Regions from separate parts of the Muntiacus reevesi genome. Here region 2 is linked to region 1. The links are chromatin contacts, called in public Hi-C maps. All regions are on one chromosome and are shown on one strand. The core of a region is the stretch at or near the end of the contact, and the rest is flanking DNA. Distances in the headings are between cores, read along the strand shown.

Evidence for each region. A called contact is a pair of places that touch in the nucleus more often than the background predicts.
Region 2: a Hi-C map of muscle shows a contact between it and region 1, with 5 times the contacts expected there. The contact joins the promoter of TTPAL here to the promoter of OSER1 in region 1. A contact is called at or near these places in 2 of 3 Hi-C or Micro-C datasets (blood and muscle).

What each region holds. Positions count from the first base shown.
Region 1 is chr2:70,667,011-70,672,312 of mMunRee1.1, forward strand. OSER1 (oxidative stress responsive serine rich 1) reads right to left here and starts at 2,181. Exons shown (of 4, transcript XM_065922038.1): 1 at 2,030-2,181.
Region 2 is chr2:70,867,211-70,872,512 of mMunRee1.1, forward strand. TTPAL (alpha tocopherol transfer protein like) reads left to right here and starts at 2,030. Exons shown (of 6, transcript XM_065922047.1): 1 at 2,030-2,098; 2 at 2,442-3,145.

The DNA.
Region 1 (5,302 bases), core at 931-3,430:
TATGTCACTAGCTCTTAATTCAGTTCTAGATTTAGAGGCTCCTCTCCCAGATACACAATAACGTCCTATATATATATATATACCTGGGGAAAGGGGTGACCAAAGATCAGATATTCTCTTATTTTTGAAGCTCCACAGCATCTAAAACGGTGCTATCTGTAGGCTGTAAACAAAATTCCTCCTGCTGGCAGAACTAAAAGTTTTTATTTATTAGTTTTCCTCAATTACTTTATGACCAAACACTGGCCCTCACAGACAGACAACATCTGAACCAGTCTCCCCACTCCTGTGGATCCCACACAATCCCTCTTCTGGCCTCTCTAGAAATCAGCACACATCACATCTACATATGCATTTGGGCAGAAATCCATTCCTTACACAAATATTGACAGAATCACTACGATGTACTTTTAGCACTAGTCTGGATGCTTAGGCATCTAAGTGTGAACCTGACACCAGGACTATGAACCCCATTCCTGCCCTAACACTGTGCTAGGATGTTTTGTACTCATATAAAACTTTTAACTATACAGGGCTAACTTAATACTGTAGGTGACCTCCAGATGTTAATACAAACTCCACTAACATTCTTACTGACACATTTAAGAGATCCATTTTACAAACCAAAACAGGCCAGAATAAAACTGGCTACTGACTAAAACTCGAGGAATGAAGTTCCATCTACTATTTTCAGACTTCGAGCATTTTGATTATTCATCTTTTTCCTCAGTTAAATTAACCCAGAGCAAAGGTGAATCTCAGGTATCATCTTAACAGCTAAATAGTAGCGTGTTTGTAATTTTAAAAGGCTTTATCATGCTCCTCCCTCTTCCCATTCACTCAAATCAAGAGCTGCACAACCAACTCCGGGGATCTTACACTTGATTTATCTTCATTAAGTTTGTGGGAGGCGTTCTTGCCGATTTTTACTGTACTATCTTCTTGAAATTGAACAATCCCCGCAAAGGTCAAACTTTTAAAGTTACTTTAAGTCAAATCACACGGGGATTCGGAGTTTCCCTTAACCTTTCAAAAAAACAAAAACACAAAATTTTTCTAAGTTCCTCCATCAAAAGGGCAAATTCCTGAATTTTCTCTGACTTTAAACGAAGAGTAGATCTCAGAATATTATTTATATCTTGCAGTTTTAACCAAGCCCACTTAACAACCACAAGCCTAGGTCCAAATTTCCCGGACCCTGAAAAGACCTGAGAACGATCAATAAAGGATCCACGCGTAAGCGTGTCATCACAATGTTAAATAAAGCTTTTAGAAAATTTCCCAGCCCAGCAGGAAGCGTGGAGTCGGGGAAAAGAAAATCCTGTCCAGCAACTCTGAAAGACGCAAACAAGACGAAGTTGCAACAATCGGCCGTTCACGTCTCTCTCTACCCACTCAACTTCTACAACCTCGGTGCTAGAGCACAACGTTAATTCTTTTCACCCAGAAACTGGGTCGGTCGTGGTTAAACAAGATGGGTTGGGGGAAAGGTCAGGGCCTGGGGGGCTTCGGAAAGTGGGGAGCTGTCCGGCGCCCTAACCCGCCCGGGCTCTCCCGCTGCAAAGTTTCCCCTTGAGGATACCCCCCCGGCCAGGATGAGAGGCCTGCGTCGGGCCAAAGGGGTGAGGGATCCAGAAGGAGGCGGGAACAGGGCCGAAGAGGCAGCCAACGAGACTAGGGCTCGGGAACCAGCGGGAAAGGGCGGGAAGGGGCAAAGGGCGGCCGAGGAGAGCGAAAAGGGGAAGCTGTGGACCGGCGGGAGAGGGCGGAGGCACTGGGCGGGGGCCACGGAGGCGGGAAGGGGCGAGAGAGAAGAGCCTCTGGCAGGGCCAGGCCGTAGTGGCCGAGGGGACGCGGAGAGGCGCAGGCCCGGCCCGGACGACCCGGCCCAGGCGGCCAGCGCCGGCGGGCGACGCGGCTCGACGTGAGGCGGGAGGGCCCAAAGGAAGACGCCCGTGGTCAGGCCGGGCCGGGCCGGGAGGCCCAGACGCGGTGACGCGGCGCGTCCGCGTCACGTCAGTATACTCACCTTCTCGCAGCAGGGGCGCTCCGGTAAGCCAGTCCGGTCAGTTTAGAACGTCTCTCCCCGATCGCGGCGCCTGACTGACCCGGATCCAAATCCGCGGAGGGACGACCAGCGCCTCCGAAGTCGCAGTGCGCCTGCGTGCCCCAGGCACGCGCCCCGCCCACTTCTCATTCTCCTCCCTTCTCCGGGACTCGGCGACGCGGGAGGCAGCGGCTGCGCAGGCGCCAGGCAGTGGCCGCGCGTCTCAAAAGCCTGGCGCCAGCCGCTCACGAAACACGTGCGCCTAACGTCATTTCCTGTTATTCTCTTCACTGGCTCCTCCCTCCGCGAAGGGTTCGCTGGGGATGGGATTTGGGGGCTTGCCCGCTTCCTCCCCTTGGTCAGGTGAGTGAGTGGCCGTGCTTCACCAGCCAGCCGCCGCAACTTCGGGTCTCCTGGTGTCTGGAGCCGTACCTGGAGTCGACAAGGCTGCGGCCATGATGGTGCGGATCTTCACGGCATTGGACCCCGTCTGAGCGATTGGCAAGAGCCCCCTCGACGCTCGAATTTCCTGCGACATCTCCAGAACTCCGACGAGAGCCCTCGCCTCCCAAGGAATCTTCTAGGACTGCAGAGAGTGAAAGGAGCTATTCGACACTGTCAGAACCGTGAACGTGACACCGGAATCGGAACTGAAATGCCTCTGTTTTAGTATATCCCTGTTGTTTGACTTGAGGCAACTCGCTTTTTCATCTCTGGGCCTCAGTTTCTCCATTCGGACTATTTTCATCGCTCGTTGTTTTTTGTTGTTGTTGTTGTTTTCCAGGCATGGACTCCTTTGAGAATCTGGGGAGATCTGTAGACCCTCTCGACAAAGAGACGTACATGCATACTAAATTTTGCAAAAAGGTTTGTACAGGTCACCTAAGTAGGTGATTTTTAGGTATCTTGTCTATTTGTATGACTCATAACAGGCTGAGAAGTGGTGGGCTTCCCCTCAGCTGCCACTCCCTCCAACAGGAAGAGTGGTTCTGCGGAGTTCACTGTACCTCTCCTCACCGCACCCAAACTCCCGTCTGAATCTCTCAGAGCAGCTGTCAGCGCTGTATGGGAAAAGATGACTCCTCAATAGAATGGGCTAAAGTTGGTCCTTGCCCAGCCTTTATGTGAAGTTGTCACCGGAACCAAAACTGGACCCTCCCACTCCCCAATACCTTAGCTATAATCACCTAAGTAGATAGGCTGCTGAAAGTGTATATTTAACCTACCTACAGCTAGATCTTGGAAGGCCTAACCCATGTACAGGTCACTGGATAACGCCTGCCATGGTTGCTGGGTAAAACATTCTAAATCTCCTTGTTAGTAGGAGAGGCTCAGTAACTGACAACGGATGAAAAAAGCCTGTTAATTTCGAACTTCCAACATCAAGCCTAATAATGCTAATAATGACTGTTCTCCACTATGCAACAACCATATACATGTTTTCACATTTAATATTCTTGTGATTTTTGCCCATTTTACAGATGAGGATAACTGGGACTCAGATAACTTGTTCTGTCGCCCATTTTCCTGTGTCATACAGTGCTAGAAAGTGACAAAATAAGGATTGAAACAGTCTCAAAAGCTTGGCCATCCACTGCTGCCCATCTCTCAACATCTCTTAGAAAAGATTAAGAAACAGGAAAGTATCCTGGGTGGTCTAGTGGTTAAGATTTGGCATTTCACTGCTATGGCCAGGGTTTTGTCTTTGGTCAGGGAACTGTAATCCCTCTAGTTGCTTCATGTGGCCAAAATTATTAAAAAAAAAGAAAGAAACAGGAAAATATGACGCATTTTTTTTTCCATCAGTGAATTTCCCAAGTGAATTTCATCATGACCAAAGATGTGTTCTTAAGCTGTCATTTGAAAATGCCGCTTCAGATAAAACCACGCATTCTTGAGGGCTAGGACTATATCTAGATGAATTGAATTCCCAAAGCCTAAGACAGATCTGGAGGTTAGTAGGTGCTCCACACAGTTTTGATGAATTCTTCATTTTACCTTATTTATACCCATATGGCATTAAAATACTAAAACAAAAGTGGACTGCTATGGCCAGGGTTTTGTCTTTGGTCAGGGAACTGTAATCCCTCTAGTTGCCTCATGTGGCCAAAATTATTCAAAAAAAAGAAAGAAACAGGAAAAAATGCATTTTTTTCCCTCAGTGAATTTCCCAAGTGAATTTCATCATGACCAAAGATGTGTTCTTAAGCTGTCATTTGAAAATACTGCTTCAGATAAAACCACACATTCTTGAGGGCTAGGACTATATCTAGATGAATTGAATTCCCAAAGCCTAAGACAGATCCTAGAGGTTAGTAGGTGCTCCGTACAGTTTTGATGAATTCTTCATTTTACCTTATTTATACACATATGGCATTAAAATACTAAAACAAAAGTGGTTTTAAATGCTTCGTTTTAGGTAAGCATGTCTCCATCATAAAGTTGGATGCTTTCTGAGGATGTAGCTCACCTCTCGGGGAGTATTTGGAAGGTGAGAGCCTCTAGGAAATAAAGTCTGTTAACTCATACCTCAGTGATGTGGCCTGAAATTTCAAGTCATTAGTTATAGGCCTGACTCACTGTGGTACCTCCTGACTTAGAATGAGGGAGAAGTCACAAAACACGTGACCTGAGGGAACCAGAATCCCAGTCTGCCACCTACATCAGCAACACAGGATCTTTCTAGCCATAGAAAAGGCCCTGAACTTACGTGGAGACTATGTGTATGTGTTCAGGAAATTGACTTGGTATTAACACCCATAGTAATGCCATCTAATCAGAATCTATGAAATGAAAGTTATTCGCTCAGTCGTGCCCAACTCTGCAACCCCATGGACTGTAGCATGCGAGGCTCCTCTGTCCATGGAATCCTCTAGGCAAGAGTACTGGAGTGGGTAGTCATTTCCTTCTCCAGGGCATCCTCTCAACCCAGGGATTGAACCCATGTCTCCTGCATCGCAGGCAGATTCTTCACTGTTTGAGCCACTAGGGAAGCCCATCAGAAAGCTAAGGTAGCTGTCAAAGTCCTTCTTGTTACATGAATTTTACAAGTGATTGAAAGCGTGGAAAATGTGTGTGTGTGCTCAACTGCTCGGTGTGTTCAACTCTTTACCACCACATGGACTCTAGTCAACCAGGCTCCTCTGTCCATGGGGTTATCCCGGCACGTATACTGGAGTGGGTTGCCATTTCCTTCTCCAGGAAAGTGATTGAATAGAGGAGACTTAACTCCATCAAATTATACTGCAGAAACAA
Region 2 (5,302 bases), core at 780-3,279, 200 kb after region 1:
TTAGTATTATTCTGCTTGAAAGAGGGACCTAGGGGGGATTCCCTGGTGGTCCAGTGGTTAAGACTCTGAACTCCCAATGGAGGGAGCATCGGTTCGATCCCTGGTTGGGGAACTAAGATCCCACATGCTGTGTGTCTAATAAATAAAATTAAAAAAAAACAATTAAAAAAAAAAAAAAGAAAGAGGGACCTAGGATATTGTCTCAAAAACTGTACAGAATATATGGGCGGGGAGGTAGAGAGTGCTTAGGATTTTAATGGACTGGGGTCAGAGGCTAGTAAAGCCTTTTTGAGGTTCGGTTCAGTTCAGTTCAGTCGCTCAGTTGTGTCCGACTCTTTTCGACCCCATGAATCGCAGCACGCCAGGCCTCCCTGTTCATTACCAACTCCTGGAGTTTACTCAACCTCATGTCCATCAAGTCGGTGATGCAATCGAGCCATCTCATCCTCTGTCATCCCCTTCTCCTCCTGCCCCCAATCCCTCCCAGCATCAGGGTCTTTTCCAACGAGTCAACTCTTCGCATGAGGTGGCCGAAGTATTGGAGTTTCAGCTTCAACATCAGTCCTTCCAATGAACACCCAGGACTGATCTCCTTTAGGATGGACTGGTTGGATCTCCTCACTGTCCAAGGGACTCTCAAGAGTCTTCTCCAACACCACAGTTCAAAAGCATCAATTTTTCGGCACTCAGCTTTCCTCACAGCCCAACTCTCACATCCATACATGACCACTGGAAAAATCATAGCTTTACTAGATAGACCTTTGTTGACAAAGTTATGTCTCTGTTTTTTAATATTCTATCTAGATTGGTCATAACTTTCCTTCCAAGGAGTAAGCATCTTTTGATTTCATGGCTGCAATCACCATCTGCAGTGATTTTGGAGCCCAGAAAAATAAAGTCAGCCGCTGTTTCCCCATCTATTTGCCATGAAGTGATGGGACCAGATGCCATGATCTTAGTTTTCCATATGTTGAGCTTTAAGTCAACTTTTTCACTCTACTCTTTCACTTTCATCAAGAGGTTTTTTAGTTCCTCTTCACTTTCTGCAGTAAGGGCGGTGTCACCTGCATATCGGAGGTTATTGATATTTCTCGTGGCAATCTTGATTCCAACTTGTCCTTCTTCCAGCCCAGTGTTTCTCATGATGTACTCTGTGTATAAGTTAAATAACCAGGGTGACAATATACAGCCTTGACGTACTCCTTTTCCTATTTGGAACCAGTCTGTTGTTCCATGTCCAGTTCTAACTGTTGCTTCCTGACCTGCATCAGATTTCTCAGGAGGCAGGTCAGGTGGTCTGGTATTCCCGTCTCTTTCAGAATTTTCCACAATTTATTGTGATCCACACAGTCAAAGGCTTTGGCATATAGTCAATAAAGCAGAATAGATGTTTTTGAGGTTACCACTCTCTAAAACGGACTTCATGAACACCAAAACAGGAAGCACATAACTACTGAATCAAGATTCCAGAACAAGAGTCATATTACAAATGAGGGAAAGGAGGCCTAAGGAGGAATGGAGACTTGCTCAAAGTCACTTGGCTAAAGACAGACAGATGTCGGTCCCTGTACTGTAGTCTTAACCTTTGGAGCAGCCAGTCCTGGCGGCAGCTCTGGAATTCTGAAATGCTAACCCCGAGATCTAGGTTTGAAGCCCTATACTTCACTGGTTGACTCAGTTTCCCTTTCATAAAATAGCAGGATTCCGTTTGAGAATTTAATGAGGTAAGGGATGTAATACACCAGATAACATAGTTAATATGTTCTCGGAAAACAGCAGCTCCTTCTCTTCCTTCTCGAGGGCTCAGCTACCCCACCTATGCCGCCGAAACCGGTGCCTCTCAGCCAGCCTCTCCCCAGGCTCAGGAACCCACGGTGCGCTTTCTACCACCAGGTGGGGACTCAAGGCCAGTCCGTCCAGGAGACGTCGCACATGCGCACTCACGGGGGCGGTGCCCCGCCTTCCCACGCTCTGCGTACGTCACTTCCGGCGCGAGCGGCCGGGCCGGCTGGGCAGGGAGTGCGGGTCGGTTCTGTGCGCGCTGCCGGACGAGGCTCCCGCCGCCGATTGACCCGCGCTCCGCCCCGTAGCCGGGCCGGTGAGTGCCCGCGAGCCCGTGTGCCCTGGGGGCCGGGGAGAGGGACCCCTGATAGGGAGGAATAACCGGAAGTGGGGCACCCGCGTAGAGAGAGACCCCAGGAAACGGGGACCCCTGGGGAAGGGGTGACAGCCGGAAGTGGGGGGCCTCGAAGGGTTGTCGACGGGACGTGGGGGCTCTGGGGTTCCAGGAACGGTGGATTCCTGACCTCTTCTTGGGGGAGGGTGGGGAGGAAGATGATGCTCGAAAAATGTTAGGCTCCAAGTGAGGAAGATTCCCGGCTTCCCCCTAACAGATGGTGTTTGCACCCATCTATATGCCCACCCATCAATTCCTTCACCAGACTGACCGGGTCGTGCGCTGTATTCGATACCGCCAGGGCCCTGGAGATTAAACTGGAAGCTCTAGGTGCAGCGTGGAGCCCACTGTGGGGCTGGACACGTCTTTGCTCTGCTTCACGCGATGGGTACCCTTGGGCCCTTCCTCGCATCATCCACTGTTATTTACAGAGCACCGTCATGGTCCAAGCACTGGGAGAGCAATGAATGTAAGAGGCCATTTGTCTGCTCCCATGAAATTCACATTCTAGTGAGCAGATCCCCCCTTTGTAAAATAGTTAACAGTATTAGCGTTCTCACCAAATATTGTGAAGATTAAACGAGAGATGGATATAAAATGCTAATCATAGTGCTCGATACATGGTAAAACATGCATGAACGTATTATCTCTTGTCATCATTCCACTGAGTTAAATTTCATAAAGCAAGCAATTATGTTGTATGTTGCTGTGTGCACAGCACTGCTAAGCATAGTGGCCGCCACAGGTGATCAGTAATTATTTAATAAATGAATGGATGGGTAAAACTGACTCAGAAGAGTTTCGGATAAACACACATGACACTGGACTGCAGTTTCTAAAAGAGAAATAGGAACCCAGTGCTGTGGAATGCTGAAGTTACCCTGGAGAAGTCAAGGAAGGCTTCGTAGAGGAGGTGACATTGAAGCTAGGCCTGGAAGGTGATGATTTGCCTGGTTGGAAACAAATGAGGTGAGGAAACTCCAGACAGAGGTATCAGAAACGCATGAGGTGTTCATTAGTTTGATCATTAATTTGTTTTGACTGACATTTAATGTGCATTGAGAGGAGGAAAGGTGGGAGAGGGGCTGGAGAGGGATTTTAAGGCTAGGTCTGTAGTCCGTGGACATCGCAGTCAGTTTTCTGGCTAAGAAATGGATTGGAATTACGGGCATCTGTTGGCGACTCCCAAGAAAACAGAGCCCAGGGTGGGTCCTGTGAACCATGATTGTTGATCTCTTCCTCACTCAGCATACCTCTGCCAAGCAGATTAAACTCATTCAACAAATATTTATGCAGCGCAGACAATGTGTCTGACACCCTGTTAAGTGATGTGTTTAAGGTGATAAACATGACAGTTGTGGATATTGCACACAAATTGCCTACAATTGACAGAGAGAGAGGTGCTATGCCACAGAGTTCCTGCAGGGGGCGCGGGGCGCTCCTAAACTGACCGGAGCCAGAGAGAGACGTCTTCCCTGCTTCAAACGCGGTCATCCCTGACCTGGATTATTTCAGTAGCCTCTAAATGGTCTCTTTGCTGCTGTCCTCATCATCTTACAGTCATCCTCTTACATTCTCGAGACAACCCAGTGATCCTTTTAAAATCTAAATCCGATCATGTCACTCTACTCAAAACCCTCCAAAGTCAGAGTAACTAAGCTCTTACTGGCCTACAAAGCCCAGTACCATTTGGGACCCCACTTCCTCTATAAATCCGTCTGCTAATATTCTCCGCCTTGTGCATTTGGCTCTTGCCATACTGGTCTCCTCCCTGTTCCTTGAAAAAGCCAGGCATGGTCCTGCCTCAGGCTTTGCACTGTCCTCCCCCTACAGACCTACATGGCTTGCTCCCTCATCTCCTTCATCTTTGCAGACATGTCACTTGATCAGGGTGAGGACTTCCCTGATCACCCTACTTATAACTGCAACTCCTATCTCCAGGTACATCCACCACCCCCCCACCACCCCTCACCCCCCCCACCTGCAACTCCCTTGCCTGCTTTATTTCTCTGCATAGCCCTTATCATCTTCTTTTTTTTTCCCCTTCTCTTCTAGTAGACTATACAATTTATTTTGCTTATATTCTGTCTCCCTAATTAAAATGTAAGCTCAGTGAAGGCAGGAGTTTTTCTTTGCTCACTGCTATATCCCCCAGTGCCTGGTCAAGGGCCTAGTACCTATTAAGTGCTTGATATCTGTTGAATGCATGAAGTGACATCTAATGGGGTGAATTGGTATTAGCCAGAGGCACTGGAGAGAAGCCTGCAAGTCAGAGAAAACAGGATGTGCAAAGACAAGAAAACCACCTTTGGGAGAAAGTGAAAGAAGCTGGGTAGGGCTGGAGGTTAGCACACAAGCGACATAGTGGGCAGACCTAAGATTTGGAGGAGGTGGCCTGGTCACTGTGGCTGCGGTGGCCTGTGGGGAAGACTGGCTATGCACAGAGGCCCCGAGATGACCCCTGCCTTCCTTGTTGAGCTCAGAGAGGGGGAAGAGTGAGAGCCCATGGACAGAAGAGCTTGGGCTTCAGAACTGGGCAGCCTTGCTGGGACCTTATTCCTGGAATATCTAAGGCAGCTATGTTGTTTTGTTTTTTTTTCCATTTAATAAGTGTGTTAGTTCAGCTCTTCTAAGAAGCAGACACTAGGGTGAGATTACAGATGGAAGAAATTTAACGGTGGCAACACATAAAAGGGAGAGGCAACTGGAGAAATCAGGGAGAGCTTTAGACAGCTATGTGAGCCTGGTCCCTGTGCGGGAGGTTTGGGCAAGAAGTCTTGGACTGCAGTAAAGATCCGACCAGGCTGACAGGGGATCCTCAAGGTAAAGTTGCCTGTTTGAGGAGTCCTGCATTTCACTCAGTCATTGGCTGGGTTCAGTCTGGAAAGTGTACATCCACTGGGTGGTGGATCCAGAGGGACAGCAGCTAGGACACCCATCAGTTACATTCCACCTCCGCAGGAGATCTGATCAGTTTCACAGCCGCCATGCTAAGTCATGTGTGGGTATAATAAAAAATTTTAAGACAGTGAAGAGTCTCCTTTTCTCCTCTTAAATGTTCAGTGTCTGGTTCTGTTCCTTAAAGGGAACCATGGTTAACAATTTTCTTGTACTTCCAAAAATTTT